Linked DNA regions of Mus musculus: region 1 is linked to region 2. A link is a contact called in public Hi-C data. All regions are on one chromosome and are shown on one strand. Each heading gives the region's core, a stretch centred on a gene start, on an enhancer-like site or on the middle of the called end of the contact. The rest is flanking DNA. Distances are from core to core; before and after follow the strand shown.

Region 1 (7,281 bases), core at 99-2,598, 70 kb before region 2:
CTTATAATTGTAGCTCACATGATTATGTATCAAGAGGCACATTTAAATGATTAAAAATTTCAAGTTGGAAGTTTGGCTGTAAGCAGCTGTGCAGTTCCAGCTGAGACTCAGACTCCCTCCATACAGTCTTCTCACCTTGCCCTATTCAGATAATCTTCACTTGGGGTAGTCATATGGCTTTTTCCCTCAACAGCCGGTATACATGAGGAAGCTTGAACAGACACTGTGAGCAAACAATCACTTGGAAGGAAATTCTCTAGGTGGATATAAGTAACAGAAAAGTATAAGTATGTAAACCTGTAGGAATAACAACCTATGGACTGTGACTCCTTTGGAGGTCAAATGACCCCTTCCACAGAGATCCCACATCAGATATCCTGCATATCAGATATTTACATCACAATTCATAACAGTAGAAAAATTACAGTTATTAAGTAACAATGAAAATAATTTTATGGTTGGGGGTCACGACAACATGAACTGTAATAAAGGATTGAAGCATTAGAAAGGACGAGAACCACTGCATTAGAGCATTTTAAAAACTATCAAGACAGGAAAAAAAGTTAGGTAGTGGTATTGAATGGGTGAAATAGGCTGGGATCATGCACAGAATGGAAGAGAGGGAATTAGATTGGCATAAAAGGCTGAGGAAGAAACCATAAATTCGCTGTATTTATTATCTGTGATCCCTTTCGTTACCTGTTTGCCTGTCTGGCCTCTAGTCCCTCAGAGTAACTTTGGGCAGGGTGCAGGCTGAGATCTACAATGACTTACCTAACAAAGAAAATAGATGAATAGGCATTGCTTATTACAGGTTTCTTTCTACTTTAATAGACACCCCTCCACTGTACACATATGTACACTATGCTGTATCTGCCCTGGCTGTGCCCACTGCAAAGCAGTGTTGAGTCTAGGACCAGTTCCTCCTTTTAAGTCTCTAGTTATAGCAAGATACACAAAGCAAACACAGGGGGGCAGAATCAGAGAGCTTATGAATATAGGAAGAGCACAGTACTGGCTCTCAGCTTTCAGTCTTTCTTTCCTGCGTTGTATGATGGCTCCCACTTGCAAAGGGCACAGAATAGAAGCATAGAGCAGCAAAGGTTTGAGCTTGTGGCTACTTATCAGAACAACACATTGTAGCCTGATTCTAGTGAGCAGCAGGGAGGAAAGAAGAGTCTGATAAAATGGTCCTTTGTACCCCAAGCTCAAGATTCAGACAGTCTAGTGTACGTACCTGAAAATTATCTGTGATATACCTGGATCCTGCTGTAGCTGGTGTCTGCTTCCCTTTATCTCAAGTATGTCACGTCTCTGAAGTGTGTGTGTCCTCCAGACATGAGCAATATGAATCAGACAAAGCCAGGAGCTAGTGTTAATCCAGGTGACGTTGTGGTTCAACAGTGTCATTGTCACCTGGGGGCTAGCTGGACATATGGGCTGCTGGGTCCAACCCCTCTCATGGGGAGGAGCTGTCTTAAGAATCTCACTAAGTGACCCTAAAAATTCCACCAGAGAACTCCTAAACCTGATAAACAGCTTCGGTGAAGTAGATGGATATAAAATTAACTCAAACAAGTCAATGGCCTTTCTCTACACAAAGAATAAACAGGCTGAGAAAGAAATTAGGGAAACAACACCCTGCTCAATAGTCACAAATAATATAAAATATCTCGGTGTGACTCTAACTAAGGAAGTGAAAGATCTGTATGACAAGAACTTCAAGTCCTTTAAGAAAGAAATTAAAGAAGATCTCAGAAGATGGAAAGATCTCCCATGCTCATGGATTGGCAGGATCAACATTGTAAAAATGGCTATCTTGCCAAAAGCAATCTACAGATTCAATGCAATCCCCATCAAAATTCCAACTCAATTCTTCAACGAATTAGAAGGAGCAATTTGCAAATTCATCTGGAATAACAAAAAACCTAGGATGGCAAAAACTCTTCTCAAGGATAAAAGAACCTCTGGTGGAATCACCATGCCTGACCTAAAGCTTTACTACAGAGCAATTGTGATAAAAACTGCATGGTACTGGTATAGAGACAGACAAGTAGACCAATGGAATAGAATTGAAGACCCAGAAATGAACCCACACACCTATGGTCACTTGATCTTTGACAAGGGAGCTAAAACCATCCAGTGGAAGAAAGACAGCATTTTCAACAAATGGTGCTGGCACAACTGGTTGTTATCATGTAGAAGATTGCGAATTGATCCATTCCTATCTCCTTGTACTAAGGTCAAATCTAAGTGGATCAAGGAACTTCACATAAAACCAGAGACACTGAAACTTATAGAGGAGAAAGTGGGGAAAAGCCTCGAAGATATGGGCACAGGGGAAAAATTCCTGAACAGAACAGCAATGGCTTGTGCTGTAAGATCGAGAATCGATAAATGGGACCTAATGAAACTCCAAAGTTTCTGCAAGGCAAAAGACACCGTCAATAAGACAAAAAGGCCACCAACAGATTGGGAAAGGATCTTTACCTATCCTAAATCAGATAGGGGACTAATATCCAACATATATAAAGAACTCAAGAAGGTGGACTCCAGAAAACCAAATAACCCCATTAAAAAATGGGGCTCAGAACTGAACAGAGAATTCTCACCTGAGGAATACCGAATGGCTGAGAAGCACCTGAAAAAATGTTCAACATCCTTAATCATCAGGGAAATGCAAATCAAAACAACCCTGAGATTCCACCTCACACCAGTCAGAATGGCTAAGATCAAAAATTCAGGTGACAGCAGATGCTGGCGTGGATGTGGAGAAAGATGAACACTCCTCCATTGTTGGTGGGATTGCAAGCTTGCACAACCACTCTGGAAATCAGTCTGGCGGTTCCTCAGAAAATTGGACATAGTACTACCGGAGGATCCAGCAATACCTCTCCTGGGCATATATCCAGAAGATGCCCCAACTGGTAAGAAGGACACATGCTCCACTATGTTCATAGCAGCCTTATTTATAATAGCCAGAAGCTGGAAAGAACCCAGATGCTCCTCAACAGAGGAATGGATACAGAAAATGTGGTGCATCTACACAATGGAGTACTACTCAGCTATTAAAAAGAATGAATTTATGAAATTCTTAGCCAAATGGATAGACCTGGAGGGCATCATCCTGAGTGAGGTAACCCAATCACAAAAGAACTCACACAATATGTACTCACTGATAAGTGGATATTAGTCCAAAACCTACGATACCCAAGATATAAGATACAATTTCCTAAACACATGAAACTCAAGAAAAATGAAGACTGAAGTGTGGACACTATGCCCCTCCTTAGAATTGGGAACAAAACACCCATGGAAGGAGTTACAAAGTTTGGAGCTGAAACGAAAGGATGGACCATGTAGAGACTGCCTTATCCAGGGATATACCCCATAATAAGCTTCCAAACGCTGACACCATTGCATACACTAGCAAGATTTTATTGAAAGGACCCAGATGTAGCTGTCTCTTGTGAGACTATGCCGGGGCCTAGCAAACACAGAAGTGGATGCTCACAGTCAGCTAATGGATGGATCACAGGGCCCCCAATGGAGGAGCTAGAGAAAGTAGCCAAGGAGCTAAAGGGATCTGCAACCCTATAGGTGGAACAACATTATGAACTAACCAGTACCCCGGAGCTCTTGACTCTAGCTGCATATGTATCAAAAGATGGCCTAGTCGGCCATCACTGGAAAGAGAGGCCCATTGGACACTCAAACTTTATATGCCCCGGTACAGGGCCAAAAAGTGGGAGTGGGTGGGTAGGGGAGTGGGGGTGGGTGGGTATGGGGGACTTTTGGTATAGCATTGGAAATGTAAATGAGCTAAATACCTAATAAAAAACGGAAAAGAAAAAAAAAAGAATCTCACTAAGTGCTTTGTTTTATGCTAGACATTGAGAACCTCATCAGACTTTTGCTCTTGAGTGATGCCAGTCAGAAACACAGACTGTCCTATAGGCTACTGAATGGAAGTTTGCACTTTCACCTGATTCCCTGTGGACTGGTCTACACACTGCTGTGCGAATGTATCATGGTCTAGTGAGACATAAGTCTGCATAGAGTTCAAGAGTCACCTAGGAGAGATGGCTGGAGTCAAAAATCACATTGTAAAGATGTATTTGCTCAGGGTCTAGTAAGACATGCTGGGGTCAGTCAGATGATCTGGGGGTAGGAGATGGCCACAGACTCTGAATAGGGTATCAGGTATAGCCAAGTATGAGTGTTTATTAATAATTTATTATTGGGTGGGATACCTAAGGATGGGCCCACTATGCTGTCCAGATAGATAGCCACTTCTAGGGCCTATTCTGAGAATTACTAGGGGCCACTGGAGTCCTGGAGTCAGTTCTGACTCCTGAGTAGTGTGTGTGTGTGTGTGGGGGGGGGGGGCGGGGGTTCATGCATGCAGGAAATGGCACGCCTCCCTTTTGCTGGCGAAAGTGGAACTAAAGTTTCCTGCCTCAGGGGATATTTGATTATATCTATGATGCAGTGGGTATATACTTTGTTCCAAAAATTATATTTATAGGAATTTATCTCCTTTTGTTTGTTTGTTTCTCAAGACAGGCTTTCCCTGTGTAACACCCTGGCTGTCCTGCAAGTTACTCAGCAGATCAGGTTAGACTCAAGCTCACAGAGATCTGTGTGCCTCTGCCTGTGCTGGAATCAAATGCTTGTACCACAACCACCTAGCTTCTAGGGATCTAGCTTACAAATTACAGGTTATAAGGAAGTGATGTTTGCTGGCAGTGTGTAAGCGTTGGGTAATTTTACTGGAAACACTATACAACCTTATATCCAGACGCAAAATAAAATAAAAGGCTAGAAGAGTATACAAACACAGTGGGATTCTTCAGTGGGTTTCTGTGTATGTTCCCTCCTTGAGGTATTTCTGGTATCTCTGGAAGAAAAGTCAGTAAACTGCTAATACTTATGGTTTTTGATGAGTAGAATCTAGTACCTGGGAAAGAGAGAGATAAATAATTATTATTTTGTACTATTTGCTTCTGGAAACAAGTTAACTATTACCTAACTCCAGTTCTTAAAATGTGTTCAAAGGATCCTTGGGGGTTCTCAAAACCAAAGCACCCCAGTTTCCTTCCTATTCCAATTATGCATCTGTATAAAATTAGTTTTTATTCATGAACTTCAGCCAAATCAACATCATAAGAGATCTACTGGAGAAGCAGCAGTGAGAAGCCAGTTGACTTCTACTGTGCCAAGCAGTGTAGAATTTGCAAAAATGCAATTTCTAATTTGCAATGCCATTCTGTTCACTAAAAGTCTTTTATTTTGTGAAATATAATTATTGTCACTTCTGTTACATGTAAGTTTTTGTATTATTTTAAGAGAATTAATATTTTTTCTGACCCTCATTTTTCTCATCTATGACTATTAACAAAATAACCCACAGGCTGGAGATATGGCTCAGCAGTTAAGAGCACTTGTTCTTGCAGAGGACCCAGCGTTAATTCCCCACACCCATATGGTGGCTCATAACTGCCTGTAACTTTACTTTCAAGCTTCTGTGGACTGTTGCATGCATGTGAGCCACAAAATCTCATGTATATGCTCATAATACACATAAAAATAAATTAATAAATTAAAGAAAATAACTCGTATAAAGCACTTAGCATGCACTTTAAATAAAACCCAAATCTAAATCTTGAGGTACCTTTGTCAGTCTTTGGTGGTATTAAGTTGACAGTTTGATATTGGCCAAAGAGTGTACCAAGGTGGCTGGAAGTAAATAAATGGTATTGAGGAGATGACTTAGTGGGTAAGAGCACCTAGATTCTCTGAAACAAGAGGATTTCTGGCTGTTATCCTTGCTTCAGGTTAAATGAGAGAACCAGACTCAAGAGAATAGGCAGAGAGTGAAAAAGCAAGATACCCACATCATTATCTGACCTCTGTGTACACAAGTGCCTTTACTTTCTCTCTCTCTCTCTCTCTCTCTCTCTCTCTCTCTCTCTCTCTCTCTCTCTCTCTCTCTCTCTCTGTTCTTTCTTTTTTGGCCCTCCTAGAGAAAGCCAGTCTTACACTGATTGCAGTACACTCCTACAGAATTCCTCCAGGTACTGCCTATGCCTATGACTAACTCAAGAGTTCTTACAGATGCCAGCCATATGGCTGTGGGTAGTTTTCTTTATCACTTTCTTGAGTCTCATTTTTCCTACAGGGACCATGATAGTTCCTCCTTAGATTTGTTGGGGAAATTAAATGTAGTTTAATACATATGCCTTGCACATAAAGGTGTTCACTGAATGGGAGTTATGCATCTGTTTGTTTCCTCACCCAAAGCCTCAGTGAAACCTGTAAGTATCTGATAAGTGCCTTCTATGTGAAAGCAGCCAAGAAATTCGCATGCTGAAAAGAGGAAGGAGAGAGTATCTCAAGGAAGTGCTCTAGAAATATCTCCTCTTTTTCAGTTCAAGTTAACACTTTGTGGTGCTTCATGCCAAGCTTTAAAACTCTTGATTCTATACTGATCCTTGTACTAGCTAATATGCCATACTTTGGTATATCATGTCATCTGCATTATGTCTTTCTTTCCCAATGTATTATAAACTTCTTTCCATTTGGGCCTATTCCTAATCCTTTATCATGCATTTTCTATAATTCCCAGCATGGAGCAGAATGTATGTATGAAAAAGAGAGAAAGGATGAATGTGTAGGTGAGACAGAGAAAGACAGGGAGAGGCAGAGGGGGAGGGAGAGGGAGGAGAGGGAGAGGGAGAGGGAGGAGAGGGAGGAGAGGGAGGAGAGGGAGGAGAGGGAGGAGAGGGAGGAGAGGGAGGAGAGGGAGGAGAGGGAGGAGAGGGAGGAGAGGGAGGAGAGGGAGGAGAGGGAGGAGAGGGAGGAGAGGGAGGAGAGGGAGGAGAGGGAGGAGAGGGAGGAGAGGGAGAGGGAGAGGGAGAGGGAGAGGGAGAGGGAGAGGGAGAGGGAGAGGGAGAGAGAAGGAGAGGGAGAGGGAGAGGGAGAGGGAGAGGGAGAGAAACTGTAGGAGGAGGAGGGCAGGAACTGAAGTTGATACCTAGAAGGAATGGTGCTTACTAGCTTATTCCCCATGGCTTACTTAGCCTGTTTTCTTATACAACCCAAGATAATCTGCCCAGAGGTAGTATTGTGCACAGTGAGTTGGGCCCTCCCACATCCATTATTAAGACAATACTCCACAGATTGGTCTTCAAGTCAAACTTTTGGAGGTATTGTTTTTTGGTGTTTTTTTGTTTTTTTTTTGTTTTTAATTAAGATTCTCTTTTCTCAGATATGTCTAGG
Region 2 (6,563 bases), core at 1,910-4,409:
GGGTGACATTTATCCTCTGTAGGTCTTTCCTGGATCCAAATTGCCCCAAGAAACTTTGTCAAGATAAGATCCAATTTCTACCTACCTCCTTCCCCATTTTTGTAATTTAACTTTTCAGACATCTGTATAGTTTTAAGAAACTGTGTTTGAGAGACTGTACTACATTCTGGGACTAGAGGAGGCAAGTTGAAAGTACCACAAACAAGCATCCCCCTTTAGAGACCTGGTAGCTTTTGCAATGAAGCTATAAAAACAAGTGACTACAAAATGTAAAATACAGTAAGACTAATATGAAGTATCACAGCTGCTCAAAGGAGGAAGCTGTTATAAGCAGTTTGGACAGGAAGTAGGGATTAGGAAATCTGTGGGTGTTATAGGAAACTTTGGGCAAAGAATGCAGAGAGGCGTCTGGGGATGACCAGTGGTGAACAGGAACACAGAGGGCCATGTCTAGGGCATAGTGATGGATCCTGGAGTTTATGACAAATCTAGAGTGGCTGGTGGAATGAGAAGTGAGATGGAGCACAAATGTAGAAACGTGAGCTCCCAAATCAGAGTATTCTGCCCTTTTAATTCCTGTCTCTGCCATCTTTGCAACAGGGAAGTTGGACATGTTACTTAGACCTCTCACAGCAACAGTTTTCACATCTGTAAAGTAGAATTACAACATCCTTCTCCCTCAGAGTGTCACTGCAGAGAGTGGATCATTACAATATAAAAACCAGTTTATCTGGAAGCACACAAGGAAAACATGTCCTCTGGTTACTATTATATAAATAGAAATAAAGAGGAGCCCACTTTTAAAGCCAGTGGCTTTCTAAGTGAGGTCCTGAACTAGTAGTATCCTAGTAAATGGGAACTCTTGCCACCTACCAAGGTACATGATGAACCTAGAAACATGAAAGACAACAATTTAAGACAATAATTTTAAAAGGATGTATTTGAAAAATACAGGGCACTTTGTGATTTTTGAAGACAGAGGTGTAAAAGAAGCTCAAAAGTGTTCAGCTGACAGATGGGAGGGGTCCTTGGGAACTAGGAGGTCCTTTCCCCTAACTTCTCTACTTCTATTTTAGTTTGAGCCTCTGCCATAATTACATGTAGCTTCTAATATCTAATGGATGCCATACCAAGAATCTAAAACTTCTTTGTTTCAGCTCTGTTATTCAAGAATTGCTCATACTTGGGGTGATGCATTCATTGTGAAGCCTGAGACACTTGTCTCTACTGAGATGCCCCTTCCTGAATCATGGGTATGGAAGTGAAACTTTTCTCATGTGTAACATCAGTTAGGAACTTGGGAAAGACAGCAAATGCAGAGCCTGGCATTAGGGAATTTGTTAGCTTTGAGTCCAGGCCCAAGATACAGTGCTTCTCAAAATTACATTCCTAAACCAACATACTGACAGCAAAGCAGTCATGTCCTCCTCCATACCTTGCAGAAACTCTCTGCATGTCATTAACAAGGGCAAGTGTGAGGAACCAGGTAGGACTCAAAAACACTTTAAACAATTCACTGTACTTGAGAGAGACCATTTTTTGTATTCTCAGTTATCTTTAATGCCACTTCTTAGAGTCATAATGAAATAGATGATGCCAAAACTGCAAACATCTGGGTGGTGGCTTCCTTTCTTCTTCTTCTTCTTCTTCTTCTTCTTCTTCTTCTTCTTCTTCTTCTTCTTCTTCTTCTTCTTCTTCTTCTTCTTCTTGTTTTTTTTTAAACACACAGTGTAAAGAGTAAGAAGCAACTTCATGGTATCTACAGATTTTCTGAAATGGAATATAGCCCTCTTTCTCTTTGCTCTTGGGGAAACTGAGGTTCTGGAGGCAATGTCTCCTTAACATGGAAACACTAAACACAGAGCTCATGCTACAATCTATTATGATGAAAATTAGAATTTTGTTTGGTGGTCTAGTCCCTGGGAGCTCTGGGGGTTCTGGTTGATTGATATTGTTGTTCTTCCTATGGAGTTGCAAACCCCTTCAGACCCTTCAGTCCTTCTCCTAACTCCTCCATTGGGGACCCTGTGCTCAGTCCAATGCAAGCAACCCCATCTGTATCTGTAAGGCTCTGGCAAAGCCTCTCAGGAAACATCCATATCAGCAAGCACTTCTTGGCATCAGCAATAGTGTCTGAGTTTGGTGGCTGCATATGGGATGGATCTCCAGGTGGGGCAGTCTTTGGATGGTCTTTCTGTCTCTGCTCCACTCTTTGTCCCTGTATTTCCTTTAGCCAAGATCAAATCTGGTTTAAAATTTTGAGAAGGGAATGTGGCCCCATCCCTCAAATGAGGGTCGTGCCTAACCTCTGGATATGGCCTCTACAGGTTCTCTCTCCCCTTTGTTGAGGATTTCAGCTGTCATCCAAATGGAGGGACCCATGGCTCCAGCTGCATATGTAGCAAAGGATGGCCTTGTCTGGTATCAAAGGGAGGGGAAGCCCTTGGTCCTATGAAGACTTGATGCCCCAGTGTAGGGGAATGCTAGGGTGGTGGGGTGGGAGTGAGTAGGTGGGTGGGGGAGCACCCTCATAGAGGCAGGGGGAGAGGGGTGGAATGGGTTTTTTTGGGGGAGAAGAAACCAGGAAGGAAGATAACATTTGAAATGCAAATAAACAAAATAACCAATAAAAATTTTTTTAAAAAGTAGAACTTTTTAGGACAATGAAAAAATAATGAAAGTAGATTAAAATGAAGTCAGATGAGACCTGTATGGAATTTTAAGGACCAGTGAGATGAGCCAGCAACATTTATCACCTCTCTAGTGACTTTGTGGAATCACAAACCAAAATCACCTAGTTGGACTTCCATGATCGAGCCTCAAATTCCTCCATTATAGAGAGTGCTTCACTGACCACAAACAAGGTAGATCTAAAACCACAGCCACATCAATATTAGGGTATTGGAGGTTTTAACAAGAAAAGGAAGGAGGAAGAGAGAAAGCAGACATTTTGTAGCAATGTTGCACAAGAAAATGTTTGCTCACTAGTTCTTAAGTTTCACAAGATTTATGAAGTGTTTACCAGGGAAAAACCAGCTAAAACTTTGGACGTGGCACTGTGAAATATCGACTTTCAAGTCTCAACTCTAAACTGCAAAGAAAGAAATGCTCTTGGTAGAGAATGTGTGTGCTTTGATAAAGGGAAGTGGCAAGTCCAGACCTGATGGGTTGGGTCAGCCTGGGTAGCATGAGCTATAAAGTGGTCAGCAATGAATAAGATCCAAAAGAGGAACATATCTAAACCAAAATGCAGATATGTTTGATTGTTTTCTGCTGTGGCTTTTACTAAGATGTAGAGCAGAGGGCTGGATTGTCAAGGACAGTTTAACAGACTAAGCCTTAAATGAAGGAAGCATTACAACCCCTGAGAATGGGGCACTGTAACCTGGAATCTATCTAGGTAGTTGGTTACTAAGCTGTACTTAGACTAGGAAAGGATTCTGGATGCTCTCAACCTAACAGGACGCTTACAGGGCGCTGAATAACAGTCACACTACAGGGTTCATTTGAGTATACATAGATTCATACTAACTGTTGGCAACCAGTTTTATTTACAGAATGCCTTGATTTTTTTCAATTAATTCTTTTATATTCTTTATAAAGTTTCAAATTGTGAAGATATATCCAATCAGTTTCAACACCTTTATACTCAGTCAGGACACAGTGAGAATCTGCTTTCATAAAAGGACACAGAGGCAAGTATCCTCCTCAAATAGGTAGCAGCTATGTTACTTCTGAAGGCAGTCTGATGAATAAATCCTTCAATATTATTATTGTAATCTTACAGGTTTTTTTCCTCTCACTATGTGGTCCCATGCTGGCTTCAAAATTATGGCTGGCTTGCTTCAGTTTTACAAGTACTGGGGTTAGAGACATGAACTATCACACCCGATCTTACTGTTTGGGTTTGAGACTACTTGTTTTAAGAGCTTCAGAGAGTTCAGGGATATGCCTTCCTTACTCCATTCCCTGGTATCCCTGTGTTTGATATAAAGCATTTGTCAGGACCTTTTGCTTTAGCATTCTTCTCTAACATCCACTCTTTAAATGTTTAGAATTATAAAAACACAGCCAGACATGGAGGTATGCACCTGTGAACCCAGTACTCAGGAGGTCATGAGTTTTTAAAGGCCAGTTATGCCACAGTGTGAGACCTTGTCTCAAAAAACAAAAGCAAAAAACTGAACCAGTAAACACAATAGCAGCAGCTTCCTCTTAACAACACAGAACAGAAAAGATTGGCTGCTTACTGGAGAAGAAGCTAGCTTTAAAGCAAGTTCACACTGATAGAAATTACTTGGCTGCTGTTTAGAACCCAGAAACCCACTTGTGTCGATGGTGCATAATAATGTGGCTGGTGCCACCTGTGCTTAGTATCAGAGGGTGCCTGGATCTGTGTCTTCCATCTGGCTACATACTCTGTAGCCACTCTTCCTGCCTTCACCACACTACTGTGGTGAATGGGCCTTTAGGCTAAATTTGTCTCCATGTTTTTGCTCTCCTTTTTTTTGAAGATAATTTTTTTATTACGTATTTTCCTCAATAACATTTCCAAAGCTATCCCAAAAGTCCCCCCCCTCTCCCTTCCCACTCCCCTACCCACCCACTCCCATTTTTTTGGCCATGGCGTTCCCCTGTGATGGGGCATATAAGGTTTGCCTGTCCAATGGGCCTCTCTTTCCAGTGATGGCCGACTAGGCCATCTTTTGATACATATGCAGCTAGAGACAAGAGCTCCGGGGTACTGGTTAGTTAATAATGTTGCACCTACAGGGTTGCAGATCCCTTTAGCTCCTTGGATACTTTCTCTAGCTCCTCCATTGGGGGGCCCTGTGATCCATCCAATAGTTGACTGTGAGCATCCACTTCTGTGTTTGCTAGGCCCCGGCCTAGTCTCACAAGGGACAGCTATATCACGGTCCTTGCAACAAACGCTTGCTAGTGTATGCAATGGTGACATCGTTTGGAGGCTAATTATGGGATGGATCCCTGGATATGGCAGTCTCTAGATGGTCCATCCTTTTGTCTCAGCTCCAAACTTTGTCTCTGTAACTCCTTCCATGGGTGATTGTTTCCAATTCTAAGAAGGGGCAAAGTGTCCACACTTTGGTCTTCGTTCTTCTTCAGTTTCATGTGTTTTGCAAATTGTACCTTATATCTTGCTATCATTTCTATAGTTTGTTTTTGCTCTCCATTTAACAGTCTATGCTCAGAGAAAGACTTGAGTCCCTCCTCTAGCCTGGGACACTTTCCAAGGAGGGACCAAGCACTGCCCCCTCCCCTGCTGTGAATCTCAGCACACTCCTTATTCTTTCTGCACCAATTTGATTGGTCTTTTTGTTTTGGCGGACATAGTGTTGAAATGTGTCTAGGCTGATGTACATACAAAGTGTTGGATCAGAGCAGCTTAGTGTTTTAGATATTTCTATGTTTCTATGAAGGGGTTTTCCAAACTAATGTGCAACCCACAGAGTAAAACAAGGTGAACTTTTTTTTTAATTTATTGGTTATTTTGCTTATTTACATTTCAAATGTTATCCCCCTTCCTGGTTTCCTCTCCAAAAACTCCCCATCACACCCCACTCCTCCTGCCTCCACGAGAGAGAATACTCCTCTACCCACCGGCCCACTCCTGCCCCACTGCCCTGGCATTCCCCTATCCGGGAGCAGCAAGCCTTCACAGGTGCCAGGACCTCCCCTCCCTTTGATGCCAGACAAGGCCATCCTCTGCTACATATGCAGGAACAAGGTGAATTTTATACATCTCAAAAATTGGCATAAACATACTTATAACATTTGCTTATCAGAAGGTTGTAAAATGTTAACACCATACAATTTTACTATATCTTCCCTCCCTCCTTCGTGTGTGTGTGTGTGTGTGTGTGTGTGTGTGTGTGTGTGTGTGTGTGTTGGAGGTGGTACCCAGGTCCTAGTGCATGTTAAGCATATATTTTACCACTGAATTACAACCTGTCATCTGCCCAGCACATTTGATTAAGTTTTAGGAAATTTAATGTAGTTTTATGGCCATGTATGTTTCTTTTGTTGAAAATCTGCTGGGGTGACAAAAATAATTAAATTTCTTTACAAGTTTATTTCACAATTCTATATTTTATCAACTAGAAGGTAAACCTGGAAAGCTATCTATTGTCCACATTTTCAAAGGCATTGGCACAGAGTTGCTGCAGGTGTTCTCTTGGAATTTCTATCTTCTATTCTACTTAATCATGTTGTTGTTGCTTCTAAGGTATTTTTTTACTTGCATTTTCTTTTTTCTTTGTTGTCCTTGATAGAAGTCACATTAGTAAAACTGAGTAGCCTCAGGCTAGGATTATCACCAAATGATCTGTGGTAGAAAGGACAAGTATTCTGAATCTTTTAGCTTTCAGGACTGGATTATGGGTCTATGCTTTTATTTTTATTCTGTTTTAAATATTTTTGTAGTTTTTGTTCTGCTTTCATTTTAACTCATGAAGCATTTAGAAATTTAGTTTTTAGTTTCCAAAACCAGTTCTTTTCCTTTAGTAATTTAATAAACTAGCATCTACATGGTATTACTTTTT

Evidence for each region. A called contact is a pair of places that touch in the nucleus more often than the background predicts.
Region 1: a Hi-C map of peritoneal macrophages shows a contact between it and region 2, with 4 times the contacts expected there. The contact joins the promoter of Ccr1l1 here to the enhancer-like site in region 2. A contact is called at or near these places in 2 of 39 promoter capture datasets (macrophages and second pharyngeal arch cranial neural crest), 10 of 484 Hi-C or Micro-C datasets (CD8 T cells, bone marrow-derived macrophages, conventional dendritic cells and 6 more), 6 of 115 datasets of contacts at active chromatin or transcription factors (CD8 T cells, the HPC-7 cell line, bone marrow-derived dendritic cells and 3 more) and 2 of 9 other capture datasets (adipose tissue and embryonic stem cells).

The regions. Positions count from the first base shown.
Region 1 is chr9:123,985,367-123,992,647 of GRCm38.p6, forward strand. It overlaps Ccr1l1 (chemokine (C-C motif) receptor 1-like 1), which reads right to left and starts at 1,349. Exons shown (of 2, transcript NM_007718.4): 1 at 1,238-1,349.
Region 2 is chr9:124,053,357-124,059,919 of GRCm38.p6, forward strand. No RefSeq gene overlaps it. Among named protein-coding and RNA genes, the nearest start is that of Ccr3, 35 kb to the left of the region's middle. Within about 2 kb of position 3,160, at least 60 of the 459 cell types and tissues checked have an H3K27ac peak or open chromatin away from gene starts, as enhancers often do. A contact at or near this core is called in the HPC-7 cell line, adipose tissue, bone marrow-derived dendritic cells and 6 more, where this site is marked.